Regions from separate parts of the Hordeum vulgare genome. Here region 1 is linked to region 2. A link is a contact called in public Hi-C data. All regions are on one chromosome and are shown on one strand. The core of a region is the stretch at or near the end of the contact, and the rest is flanking DNA. Distances in the headings are between cores, read along the strand shown. Region 1 holds the start of LOC123406394 (probable beta-1,4-xylosyltransferase GT43A). Region 2 holds the start of LOC123406195.

Region 1 (7,327 bases), core at 1,992-4,491, 280 kb before region 2:
AGACTTTACTTACTCTGCACGCATTTTCAAAATGCAATGTATGGTCAAACAGTACTGCAAACAATGTACTCAATTCAGGTTAAGTACACTTGTACGGGCAATTAGGCAAACAGTACACAAGTTTTACTATTTTAGTCACCCAGGATTAGAAGTACTCTCAACTCTAATCCCAAGTTAAGCACGGTGGAGACTTTTAACCCTGGTCAAAACCCATGCCAAGCTACTATACTTCATTTGTGGTGACTGAACAGGTAAATTCTGGGACACGCACACCCGGTCATATTGGGGCTGATGCTAAAAACAGCTAGGTCTGTTGTGTTGTGAGCTGGTGCGCCCAGAAAAGCACCAGGGGCCACATGTGCACGCATCACGAGGAACTCTACACGAATAGTAAAAACAATGTGGGCTGGCGAGATGCAGCAAAAGCTTGCTTGGGAAAGAGAGGAGTGCTTTGGTCTCATCATGTTCCCCTCAACCAAAAGGATTGTTCTTCATCCTCATGGGAATATGAATATTTACACCTTTTAAAAAGGAAAAACACCATGCTCCCACATGACATGAGTACTAGTGCCATAGTACTAACAAGGATTTATTTCTTCTTATTATGGAAGTAAGTACTCATGCAAGTCAGAATGATACTGTTCAAAAGGTAAAAGCGAAAGGCCCGTCAAATGTTGTGGACTTAAAATTTTCTTGTTGAGATTTAATTTGCATCCAATGGCATCATACAGTCTCTCTCCACAAACATCGTTCGGCGATAGAAGCAAAAGCTAAATTTGAGGTCAAAATGTTAGGCCTTTTTGATAGAACAAAGACGGTATGTTTGACCTGGAATTTAACAGGATCGGAGCAAGCAAACGTTGACACACCAGTCACATTCCGTGGCTGCTGATAGATGCCAGAACCACAATATTGGAGTACAGCTACGATGGACATGCATGGTCATGTTAGGCACCAATCATCGGCATCTAGTGTCGGTTAAAAGAAAATTCCCCTTGCTTATTTGCAAGAATTCAGGCGCTAATTCCTCATGTGCAGTCTCCGCGAACAGCTGGCGGTCACACCGTTGTGGAAAATTTGCTCCAAAACGGTAGGCAAATTTGGTTGTGCATTTCAAATGGCCACACATGGGGGGTCAGAGAAAGCAACGGGTGTGGGCATTTCTTTTAATGGAGTTCAATGGCCATGGCCTAACGGTTACTACTATCCTCTACCACATCTCATCATTTCTAGCAAATTCCTTCCTGCAAATGTTAGGAGCATCGACATCGCAACATTCAATGCATGCTTTAGGCCCATTCAATGTGTGTCTTGTTAGATTAGCGCCGGGTCGGCCCCGTGTGTCAGCGAGCCAACAGCTAGTAGTTAGCCCTACTGTTAAAGTACTAATCGGTGGTACTGCTGTATTTTTTATATAGTACAGCTTTGCTTTGCCCATGACTCACGGGTCACGTTTAAAAGTCTTAATTAAACTATACTAATTGGAGTGGTTGCAGGTTTGCAACACAATTTGGTCATTGTGGGTAACAAGATCAAAATCAAAAGATTGTTAGTAAATTTTAAAATTTGCTATACAGCAGAAGCATAATTTACTGGAGGAATGGGAATAAAGAAGAGGTAAAGCCAGATCCAATAATTGAGTCATTTGCATCAGGGCATGGCCTCTCAGCTGCATTTGCAGTCTTCATGGTGCTGATGTGAGGAGTCAATCATCTTATTCTAAACCCTTATTCCTCCCCCACTAATGACAGCTTGTGCTGCCTTCAATTATACTCTGCACAAGACTACAAGGCTGCCAAAACCTTTTCTTATATAGCTAGAAAATTAGGAGTACTGCTGTACTAAATTGAGAAGTGGAGGTTAGGGATGAGGAACCCTAGTCGGTGCCCACCTAAAACAATCTGAAATTAATTAACGAGTAGTACTACTGTTGGAAACTGAAGAAAAAGTGAAATTGTAGTGGATTCAGCACCTGAAAGAACGGGGAAAAGGAGGGAAGTTCCGGCATTTTTGCATCGAAATCGGCATTGTAATTTGCAATCTACTCGAATTTTGCATCGAAATCGGCATTGTAATTTGCTGAGAACGAAGGGAGAAGGGGGAATGGATGATGGGGTGGTGGCGGCGGTACTCACTCGATCTGGCGGATCTCATCGAAGAAGTGGGTGTCGTAGACGCCGGCGGCGTCGGCGAAGTGGACGACGCCGGAGAGGCGGTGCTTCTCGACGTGGGCGAGCGCGGCGTTGCGCTGCGCGTGGGCCTCGGCGGCGGCTGTGGTGAAGTTCTCCTCGGGGCGGAAGGCCAGGTGCCGGTACATGACCCCGGTGCCCCGCAGCACCTCGGCGGTGGCGGGCGCGTCGGCCGCCGGCTCCACCACCACCCAGACGACCGGCGGGCGGACCAGCCGCAGCGTGTGGGCGAGCCGCAGCAGCTCCGGCCGCCTGCGCCGCCGCTCCCCTGCCCCCGACCTGGTCGTGGTGACCACAATCAGCATCCTCCGCGGCCCGCTCTCCTCGTCGTCGTCCAGGTCGACCACCGCGCCGCCCCCGCCGGCCGCCGCCGCGCCCTCCGGCGAGGGCGGCGCCAGGCTGATGCGCTGGTCCCTGTTTCCCGCGACGCGGGACGCGGCGAGCTGCTCCGCCGCGAGGACCGGCGGCGGCGTGCCGCCCCCGCCGCCGGGCCTCCAGGACGAGGAGGAGGAGGGCGCGAAGCCGGTGAAGAAGCCCATGACGAAGCAGAGCGAGAAGTGGAGCACCGCGCGCTTCCACAGGTGGCCCCCCCGCCGCTGCTTCGGCCGCTCCGGCGCCACCGCCCCCGTCCCCATGACGCCCGACACAAATCCTCCGACCCCTCCCCCCGAAAAGCCACAGCCTTTCAGATCAAATCACGACCCGCCCCAGATCACCGAGCCTCCCCTCCCAGATCAAGAACCACCGAGGCCCAAAGACCAGAGGACTGGACTCTGCGGGGGCGACGAGAGAAGCCCTCTCCCCTGCCCTGGCCTTGAATCAATGCGGACGGAGCAACAGGGGGGGAATTAATGGGGGGCGGCAGGGTTGGATCAGCACCAAGATTTGGGGGTGGGGGAATGTGCCTGGGGAAGGGGGTGGGGAAGAAGAAGATCAGGGTGGAAGGTGGTAGGAGCAGGGGTAGGAGGTATGGGGGGATGGGAGGAAGAGGGAATGGTGAAACCTTGCTCGGTGGTGGGGGGTGAAAATGGCGATGGCGTGGGGGGTGGGTTGGTGAGGGTGGCGTTTAAAGAGGGCGGGAGGAGTGCGGTGACACTTGCCTGTCCCTCAACAGCTCCTATGGCTATGCCGCTGCTCCTGGGTTGGTTTTCACCTCGGTCGCCATTGATTCATCTCTTTCACTGTCGAGGTCGTGCTGTGCTGTGCTGTGCTGTGCTGTGCTGGTTCGGTTCAGACATGCTTGCCTCTGGGATCGGGGGGATCCAATCCGGCAACGACCGCCGGCGCGGAAGGCGAGGTGAAATTCGGGGGCACCTGGCGGCCGGTTTGGGCAGGAATTTTCACTTCCTCTGTTTGGAACACAGTAATTCTAAGGTCAATGTTGGTGACCGATTGATTTGCGTAAGTGAAGACATTTACTACTTTCTTTGTATCTAAATAATTTTAGTTGAAAGAAACTAAACTACTCTCTCCGTTTCTAAATATAAGTCTTTATAAAGATTTTATTAGTGGACTACTTCCACACATGGAGGGAGTATAATTATTTAGATACGAAAGAAATATCATTCAAAATTAAGCATTTCTTGAAACATTAATTGGTTATGCAAAATATAGACACTCCTACGCCTCTAGGCCTATATTAGGGTGGCGTTGATTTATTACTCCCTTCGATCCATTTACGTGTCGCATTATGTGTTAGATATCTCCGGTGGATCCGAGAGAGTAGTACTAAAATTGTACTTCCTTGGTTCTGTATTATTTATTTCAGATTTTGTCTATCGTAATACTATAAATCAACGACGTTCTGAATTGTTTATTTCAGATTTTTGTCTATTGTAATACTAAATCAACCATAATTAACATAAACATGGATACATATTTAATTTAATATTCAGTTCAATTATTCTGTTTCCCCAAAAATAAGTTTACTAGGTTGGGAGCATTTTCAACAGTGATTATAAAAAAAACGCACGGAGCGATTGCGCGTGCTCCAACGAACGTGAAAAATCCCGACACGCGAAAAAGGCGGCCCGGTGCGTGTTAATTTGACGCGCGGCGGTTGACGCACATTATAAATCTAGCGCCTCTTCCACCCGTCCTTTCACCGCTCTCACGTGCCCCTCACCTCGCCACGCGCCTTTCACCGCTCTCACGTGCCCCTCACCTCGCCACGCGCCTTTTACCGCTCTCACGTGCCCCTCACCTCGCCACGCGCCTTTTACCGCTCTCTTTCTTGCCTTGCCGCCGCCGCGCCGCCATTGCCGTCGCGGAACTTAGGGCTACCACGACATCTGCGCGTGCCCCTCCGGTACCTTCTACGTCGAGATCCACTCCGACGACATGCGCCTCGTCCTCGGCGCGTTCAACATCGCCGACCAGGCCGCCCGCGCGTACGACGCGGCGGTGTGGCGTCTCAACCGACCTCTTAGGGACATGATTTTTCTCGAGGTGACTACGCGGGAGTGGGCGCAGCGGCTCGCACCTCCTCCGCGGGTTGTCACCGAAGAGGACCATCGCCAGAACCGGAAGCGGAGCGCCGCTCGGCATCGCTGAGATGGACGAACATGCCATGAAGGAGTGGCGCCAACAATTTTCGCAGGACATCCTCGACGAGCGCGAATTCTTCATGCAAAGGAGGACGGAGCGAGCCGCCTATCGTGAGGACATGCATACGCGGAAGCAAACCGCACTCTTTAACATGAAGCTCAAGGGAGCGTCGACTTGGTCCTTCGATGATGAACGGTGGGCTGACGCCTTCATTACGACGGAGGAGTCGGACACCAGCGCGTCGAAGGAAGACGACGAGGAGTAGTTTAGCATTTTTTATCATTTTTATTTTATGCACTATGATGAACTATCGACGAGGAGTAGTTTCTATCTATGAATTATCTATATTATCCATGTCCATCATCTCGTTTTTTCGTAAAATATGCATAGCCCTTTAAATGTTAACATTTCTGCTAGAGCGGCGCGTGCGTGATTTTTTTCCCAGCAATTGCTGGAACCAGCGCTCTCTGACACGCAAAAAGATATTATTCTCACATTGTAAAGTGTTTTTCTTGCGCGAGATGCTTCCTTCGATCCATTTACGTGTCACATTACTTGTTAGATATCTTCGTTGGATCATAGAGAGTACTAAAGTTGTACTCTCTCCGTTTCAAATTATTTATCTTTGATTTTATCTAGATACGGTTGTAATACTAAATCAATGATAATTAATATAAACATCAATACATATTTAATTCAATATTCAGCTCAATTATTTTGTTTCCGCCGCAATAAGTTTACTATGTTGAGAAAAGTAGTATCTTGCTGGATTGGGCTAGGGTGTCCTTTTCTTTGCGGTGAGGGCTAGGGTGCCTTTACCTAGCAGTTTCCAATTGCTGGATTTCACAAGCAAACACCCGAAAAAACAGAGCAAGCAACCGAAGTACAGTACTAGTAGTACTACCTCTGAGACACCTCACATTAACTACACAAGCTCCAAATAGTTAACAGCAACCTATGAGGATATCCAAATCAATTCTAGCAGCACTGCTGCTACCTCAATTTTTTTTACGGAAAATACTGCTGCTGCTTCCCCTGCCAATACTAGAGTATATAGTGGTATAAATATTCTTGCAGCAGGTGAATTTGCAAAGCTTATTGGCCAGTAATTTGGACTGGCATTGGGGATGTGGCAGGCAGTGGGCACCCAATCAATATACTAGTAGTAGCCCAGAAGAATATTAGGTGGCCTGCAGCTTTTGCTTTGCCCCTCCTCCTCCTCCTTCCTTCCTTCCTTTTAGTTAATATACACTCTCTAGACCTAATCTTCTGCTAATCCGGCTCCTGCCTTAACTTTAAGCCAAAGCAAGACATTTTTTGAGCTGTAGAGGGGAGGAGGAGAGGGAGGGGACACCACTTTGTTGGTAGGGGATTGGAACATGGAACCTAACCGGGAAAATAAAAGCAGCATTGGAGGTGACACCAAATCTACAGTTTCCTCTCATTTTTGGATGAACAGTGCTAATTTCTTTGGAGGATTTCAGTTGCTAATATTTTTTTGGAGGGATGTATGTGCACTGTAGAGGCCGTCTAGATTTCTTGCCTGATCCTCCCTCCGTAAAGAAATACAAAAATGTTTAGATCACGTATTTCCTCCGTTTCTAGATATAATTATTTTTAATTTTTTTACCATAATCTACATGCTATGAATGTATATAAACATATTCTAAAATATAGATTCACTGATTTTGTTGTATATACAGTTTGTAATGTTTTTTTTAATATTTGTATTTAAAAATCAGGGAGTACTAGACTGCTGCTGGTACTGTGACGGTGTTTGGTGTGTTGTTGTGTGTGAGGTGTGCTGCAGGTGCGCGATAAAGCGATTAAAGAAACTGCCGGAAAGTTTGGTGCGAAAAGTGGAGTATGTAACAAAACAGAGACCGGTCCGGAGGGTCCAGACGTCCAGGCATCTGAAAAGGAAAACCGGTGGGGCATCCGGAGGACTGGTTGTACTGTCCGGTCCTGGTGGCAGCCTTGGCGTTTCCTTTAGCGTGACCGAGCTAGTGGATCAAGAGTTTTTACATGGTTTGTGTTGCTCACAAGAAGAACTTGCATGGTTTCGGGGGAATCCAATCCATGGCGACGGAGGGAGGGGACGCGTCACTTGGTGATGGAAAAACTGCGTGTCATCCGGGCTAGTAGGCGGATGAAAACCGGGCTCCTCAGATTGAGAGCAAAGACTCCTCAAATCCTCCTCAAAATCCAAACATGTCATCCGGTCACTGAACGATCACAAGAAAACAATTCAGACGGATTCCTCAAATAGGTCTGAAACATTCGGACTGACCGGCACCCCTCATATTGAGCCTAAATATATTGCGGACATGGGAAACCCGGACGCGCCCGCCTGGCCCGCAGTGCCCGCGCTAGTCCGCATCTATCCCATATATATTTGTCCTCATCCGTTCGTCGGACCAAACCCTAGTCACTTTACTCCACTTACATCCGCCACCCAGGCTCACCTTCGACATGACGAGCAGCGAATCTGAGCCCTTCACCTCCAAATCCATCGACCACGAGCTCATCTAACGCAGCCCCGAGGAGGAGATGGTCGTCCACCTTGCGCTCCCCCGCTCCCGGGAGGCCGC
Region 2 (6,871 bases), core at 2,605-5,104:
ATTCCCGAACACCAAACGAGGCATCACGTTAATCTCCCGAACACCTAAAACCTAGTAGACAATCGGAAAGTCATCGGGCTAAGGCCCTATAGGACCAGCACACCAGATCATCAACCGCCGTCGATGAAGAGAAGCGTAGATCGGAAGGATCTAACCAACAAACACACATACGTAGACGAACGAAGAACGGATCAAAAAGATCTACTGAAAACAAACACCGACCGAATCCCACGAGATTCACCGAAGACATGCCTCCACATGCGTTCTCCGACGAGGAAGACACACCTCCACATGCGTTCACCGAAGACACACACCATCAGAACGGAAGCTAGACGAGAAAAAACAGCATTCCATCTTCAAAAAGCAGCCACCGCCTCGCCTTCTTGAGTAGGACAAAAAACCTGAACAGACACTAAAGGACACCTAAAAACAGAGTTGGAGCCCTCCCGCCGACAAGGACCGAGATTCAATACGGTCATGTGCTTTAGCTAATTTTATATTTTAACTTTTGGTTTTCTTGCTTTTCCTAATGTAACCTTTGAATATTTCGTCAAAATCATGTGTGCTTTACAGCTAATTTTGTAAAATGTTGATTAATATTAGCTTCGCTGATTCAGATTTCTGGTGGATCAGATGGAGAAGCATGATGGAATGCCTTCACTGTGGTTATGCACATACCAGACAGGACATTTTTAGAGGCGTGTAGTCCTGGCTTTCACAGTTGCAGCATCTAACTGATCGATCCAGGATGGAGTTGCTCGTCTGCATCACCGGTAACGAAATTCCTTCCTTTATTAAAGCTTGAGCACATCGTGCTCATGAACTAGCTAGGATTACTAAGCTTTCTCCTCCTTCTATTTGGATGGATTCGTCGCGCCGGGTGCAGTCATATCCTTACTTGTAGACATTGCAACAGCTCAGCACCGAATTGGTGCCTACTTCAAGCTTGCAACAATTAGGTATGATCACATTTGAGCTTGCATGATGGTACCGTTCCTATTCTTCAGGTTTTAGTTCCTTTCTGGTCATAGTTGGTTCAAGGATGTATCAGTTAAACCTTTTGGGGCTACTATAGAAAAGTATTTACAAAAAAGCTACAATACTCTTTCAAGTTAGGTTTATACATGAACTACAGAGAGTTTTAGGAATGTATCATTACATTTTTTTGGGTTTATTACACATGAATTGCAATTGTTTTGGGTTTACACATGAACTGCAAAGAGTTTTAGGAATGTAACATTATATTGTTTTAACATGATTTTGTGTACTAAAAAGGGACTGGTGCACACTTGCTTCGCTGGAAAGAGGCCCCCTGTTTTACTATCTTTGTTCAGCCCGTCGAAATTGGTAAATAATTCGGTTCCTTTTCATCAACTGGAAATTATAGGTCTGTGGCAACACTGCCGGAGTGCGCGCCGCCTACACTGACCAAGAAACTTTAACTAGTATAGACCTGCCTTAGGTATGTATGTAGTCTACTTGTGCATTCATTTTCCCCTTGCCCTTACATATGAATTCATCTGATTATGTAACTCCATCTGCATTTCAATTTTCAACAGTAGTAGCATATTCTGGTAGCCAAGAGCTTTTGAAAACATCAGTGATCAAGGAGGTCTCCAGCAAAGGTAGCAGAGGTGCTCATGAGGAATGAAGAGACAGACATCACATTCGAAGGTCTTACTTATCCAGTTCCTCAAGGGGAAGAACGATGACGCTGGCAAAACAGAAAATGTGGACCAGATGGCCAAGGAGGAAGAACAAGAGAAAAGCGATGTTTCAGACAATCAAGATCAGCAAGATGAGAACAAAGTATGATGATGTGTATACAGTGCGAATATCATACAATTTGTGCCAGCAACTTCCAGCAGCAATGTGTCGTTTTGCTATAATGAGATCAATTTTGGTAACAATAAGGTAATCTGGTATTGTGAATTGCGATACTATTTGAGTGCATATAAACCCAGTTATGAACTGAGTAACGTGCTATTTCAATGCACAAATACTGTTCAATATAAACAATCTACAAGGTTCAAATAGTCAATATTGTCAAGACTCAAACCTAATATATTTTGAGGGAAAAAAAACTTAGCATGCCTGGCTTCTATGACACATTCCAAATCAGTCTTCAGTACAAGTCTTCACCCCATTTTCTTCTCGTAGGTCATACTCGACAATTAGACCAAGATTGTCAACAAACTTGTGATACACCTGGCACCCAGCGCACTGTGTGTGCAGTGCATGTTAGAAAGTAATGAACAGCATATCTCAGGAAATAAATGACCATTACTGCTGGCTGTACAATTTAAGCAAATAAACACGCTGAACAATTTACCTGAAGGAAAACTGTTCCTCTTTCATAGGCCACCCTGTTTATCAAGCGCTCTGTCCTTGCATCACATTTATTACAGGTAAACTGAACAAGCAAGCTTCTTCTAGGAAGCTTTATATCAAAACTGGCTTCCTGCAATATCACATAAGAAAGGTATGCTGTTTGAAAGCCATTCTAGCCAACCGGTTAATGCGCGGTTTGATACTTCAATTTCAGTGTAAATGGTGTGAAAAAAATACTGAAATAATATTTGATCAAAAGTAGTATCACCAATTCAAAATGACTCACCATCATTGAGAACAAGAGTTATGTCTGTTCAGTTATTCCCACCAGTGTGGCAACAAGTGTGTTTTCATACAAGACAATTTACTACGGTATATAAGGATGAATATCTACACCATTAAGCTTTCAGCCAATCCAATTCAAAAGCTATGGTCTGAGCCAAATTCTGGTGGGCACATTGCTGCATGAGTATTATGTGGTAATTAAAAGGCCTAAAAGTACAAGACTAAAAGAACGCAAAAGGTACCTCATCTATCATATGTTTGGCGTTTCTATTTGAACCGGAATAGGGTTGCATAATCGTATTCAACAAGTGATCGGAACCGGCGCATAAAAGGCAAACCACGCCCCATTCTAACAATAATCTAACAAGCTTAAGGTTGATAACGACGGCCATACTGAACATTGTACATCATCATTCAGAGTCATGGTTTGCAACGCATTGTATTTGTATACTGCTGCCTCTTGTGACCCCCTGAGTGAGTTGACACCACCAGGTTGACACATGGATGATGCTCTACAGTATATCTCTGTGTTATCAAGCAATGCATTGCCAATTTTCATTTCAGATTCAGAGTCCTAGTAATTAGTTAACTACTCCTACTAGACTAGCACATATCTGAAGCAGCCATCTGTAATTGATACTGCTTGCAGCCAATCCACAAAAATTTCATCCATAGCCGCGGGGAAGTGGGGGTTCTCACCGCCGGTGACGCTGCGGAGGCGTTGTCCGGACCAACCTCGCCGGAGCACGCGCAGACATACAACCTCCTACGAGGAAATGAAGCCCTCAGGCTACTCCAAGGAGAGCACACAGCCATCCCCTTGTTAGCTCAGGCCTCGCGTGGGGAGATGGATCCGACAGGGGCAATAAGAAGAAGAAGCTATTACCAGCGAGCGGGCGACCTTGGAGGCTTGGGATTGGAGGAGGCGAGGCGGATGCGGGACGGGGGGGAGCGACGGCCGAAGGGGCTCCCCGGGAACCACGGCGCCGCCGCCGCCGAGCAGCCGTACGCAGCCGCAGCCGCAGCCGTCGTCGCCATCGGCCGGCCGGTGGCGACTGGATTGGATTGAGAACGCGGAAACAGAAGAGGCGAAGCTCGACCGCTGGATCGAAGATGAACGGCACAGATTGTAGTGCTGGGATCCGTAGTGCAGACAAATCAAATGAGCGCTTTGTGCAAAGAGGTCCCTCGTGTTCGGTGAATTTGCTCCCGCCGTCCTCCTCATTCGAGCCACAATCACCGCCTATCTCCCGACGGCGGCGGCGCTGCTCCAGATCTACGGCGGTGCCGAGCGCGCCCCTCCCCTTCCCTTCGCCAACTACTCTGTTCCGGCGGAAGGCCGGCTACCGTGCAACCTGGGTCCACATCATCGAGCGGGAACTGGCCGCCGCCGTCACGCACCGCCTCCGGCACATCCAGGGCGGGGAGGAGCTCGCTCTCGCCCTGCCTGCCCGCGCGCAAGCTTCAAGGTGGGTACCTCGCCTCGCTGCTTTCCCTTCCCCCCAATGCCATTCCGTATGGGACGCATCATGCGCTCGCTACCACATACTAGTAGCCACATGTTAATACATGATGATGATGATGATGATGATGCATATAATTATTTAACGAGCTTCCTGGGTATCTGGTAAAACTACAAGGATGATCCATTCAACACCCAATTAGCATTGCATCCATTGGAACTGTGACTGTTGAAGCAGCCTGCTACCTACATAGCTGCTGCACTCTAGGTTTACATGGCTGATTATCTTGCGCCCAACTCAGTGGTCTTACTGAATTCGAGATTTTAAGAAAACGGGCCTTCTTCAGTAGCCAAATTATTAAGGTAATCTCAAGTCTTCGAAGAATTCTTCAGAAGATGAAGCCACATTTTGCTTCTAAATTAGCATGCAAAGGGTTTGCGCATGAGCAGCGCCTAGTTGTATTGTCGGTTGATGGCTGTATGAATTGTCATATGTTGGTGACGTTTACTCGGTGTTTAACCTGTGTCGACCTTGGGCTGGTGTTTCTGAATTTCCCTAGTGAGGAATGGAATATAGCTCCTCTGCATCCTCTTCAGGGTTCCTGCAAATTGGTTTATTTTTTCAATCTATAAACTCCCTCCGTTCCAAAATACTTGTCGTGGTTTTAGTTAAAATTTGAACTAAAACCACGACAAGATTTTGCAACGGAGGGAGTAATGATTTGATCTTACCTGCCAAAATAAGTGCAAGAATAATACGTTCATAGTTTTTTTCAGTAGCCAAAATGCCCAAATCAAGCTAATCTTAAGTCTTCCAAAAATTCTTCAGAAGATGAAGCCACATTTTGCTTCTAAGTGAGCATGCACTTTGCGCATGAGCAGCGCTCGGTTGTATTGTTGGCTGACGGTTGTATGTATTGGCCTATGTTTGTGATAATAATAATGGAATATGGCAAAATGTGGCTTCTCGGCATTTTTTGGTGACATTAACATCAGTTATACCTGGTTATAACACCCAGTTTACTCATTTCTTTTTTGGAATATACCAACCCAGTTATAACGCCTGATTGGTGACGTTTACTCGGTGTTTAACCTGTGTCCACATTGGACTGCTGTTTGTAAATTTCCACTCATGATGAATTGTATATAGCTCCACTGCATCCTCTACATAATTCCTGCAAATTGGTTTATTTTTATCAATTCTGATGATAATGATTTGATCTTACCTGACACAAAATTGATAACCACTACCATAATCACAATGCTTTCTAAATTTATATGATGCTATCTTTTTTAAGTAAGACCTTGCTAACCTGGTTCTCTTGAAAAAAAAAAGATATGCTGATAATGTGTGCTTTGGTTTTTCTCTTACCTAATTTGCTTGGGCTAAATGTTCCAAAGATATGCTGATATTTGAAGGTAATTTGCCTTTTGTGCCAGGCTAGAGTTTCCCATAAATAGCTAGATGGCTCAAGCTGCAAGGCTGAATCTAAGAATGCAGAAAGAGATTAAACTTCTGCTAAGTGATCCACCTCCTGGGGTTTCTCTTAAGCTGTCCGACGAGGGAAGTGCCTTGCCGTCTTTATCAAGCATTGAGACCAGTATGTCCCCCCACCCATCCACACACACACACACACACTCATCCCAAACAGTGCCTATATTTGCCATTCCAACTATTTTCTCGTCGATTTGATGTGACTTCTCTACTCATTAAATGAAGGAATTGAGGGGCCTGAGGGAACAGTTTATTCAAAAGGAGTTTTCGTTCTGAAGATCCAGATTCCTGAGAGGTTTGCTTTGATTATGATGGAAGCCAACCAGCCCTTGCCTTTTTCATTTCAATGTTCTGACAGTCACGCTTTTGCTGAGATGCAGATATCCTTTTCAACCTCCCAATGTGACTTTTGTTACACCCATCTATCACCCCAACATCGACAATGGAGGACGCATTTGCCTTGATATTCTAAATTTACCTCCAAAGGTTAATCATGTGAACTGAAGCTAATTTATGGTTACATGGATTATCTTGTGCATAAAGGTAGTCCTCAATCCCAACATTTTTTTGTGTGGATAACAAATACTGATGTGCAGGGTGCCTGGCAACCATCACTCAACATTTCTACTATTTTGAGAAGCATTGGTTTGCTGCTAACTGAGCCAAATCCTGATGACGGGCTCATGGCTGAAATAGTAAGTACCTGTTTTTGGAAGGAAATGGGAATGCATTTGTTTCACAATCATAGGCAGATCAATGACCATATCATAAGAAAAAACGTCTTCATAATTCAACCATGCTGTTATTTTTGTTACAGAGTCGAGAGTATAAATACAACAGACAAGTTTTTGACTTAAATGCTCAATCATGGACTGAGAAGTATGCTAATCCTACAGTAGTTGGCACAAGTGGTTGGAGCTCTTTAGATGCTTCAGTTCAGGTACACAAGCGCCTGAAATTTTAATCTCCACTTTGTTGTGTTCTTGTCGTGAGCTTACTTTGTATTCTGATAGGCACAGAACATGCAAATGGATAACACACAGAAGCTGGAACCTTTGCCGGTAGTTCCTAATAAAGATTGTGAAGGGAGTCGAAAGAAGATGCGGTTACTGGGTAAAAAGTTATCACTAAAATCAGAAGGATCTGAAGAGAATGCCATTACTCTTAAGCAGGATGCGGTGGCAGGCCACTTGCGGTCGACGGCAGTATCCACTGTTCCTACTACATGCTTGTCTCATGTTTCTGTCAGACAGAATCCTACTTCTGAAAGCATTTCTGCCAGTGCCGACAGTGGAGTA

The links. Hi-C and Micro-C count contacts between places; a contact is called where the count stands out from the background.
Region 1: a contact with region 2 is called in a Hi-C map of leaf, with 5 times the contacts expected there. The contact joins the promoter of LOC123406394 here to the promoter of LOC123406195 in region 2. A contact is called at or near these places in 4 of 6 Hi-C or Micro-C datasets (leaf and seedling) and 1 of 1 datasets of contacts at active chromatin or transcription factors (embryo).

Annotation. Positions count from the first base shown.
Region 1 is chr1H:34,995,255-35,002,581 of MorexV3_pseudomolecules_assembly, reverse strand. LOC123406394 (probable beta-1,4-xylosyltransferase GT43A) reads right to left here and starts at 3,241. Exons shown (of 3, transcript XM_045099911.1): 1 at 2,136-3,241. The coding sequence starts at 2,824.
Region 2 is chr1H:34,713,338-34,720,208 of MorexV3_pseudomolecules_assembly, reverse strand. It overlaps LOC123406195, which reads right to left and starts at 3,854. Exons shown (of 3, transcript XM_045099707.1): 1 at 3,503-3,854; 2 at 2,333-2,461; 3 at 1,944-2,223. The coding sequence starts at 3,841. The coding sequence ends at 2,119. It overlaps LOC123406028, which reads left to right and starts at 3,997. Exons shown (of 7, transcript XM_045099613.1): 1 at 3,997-4,085; 2 at 5,519-5,679; 3 at 5,799-5,868; 4 at 5,954-6,059; 5 at 6,170-6,268; 6 at 6,391-6,513; 7 at 6,593-6,871. The coding sequence starts at 5,544.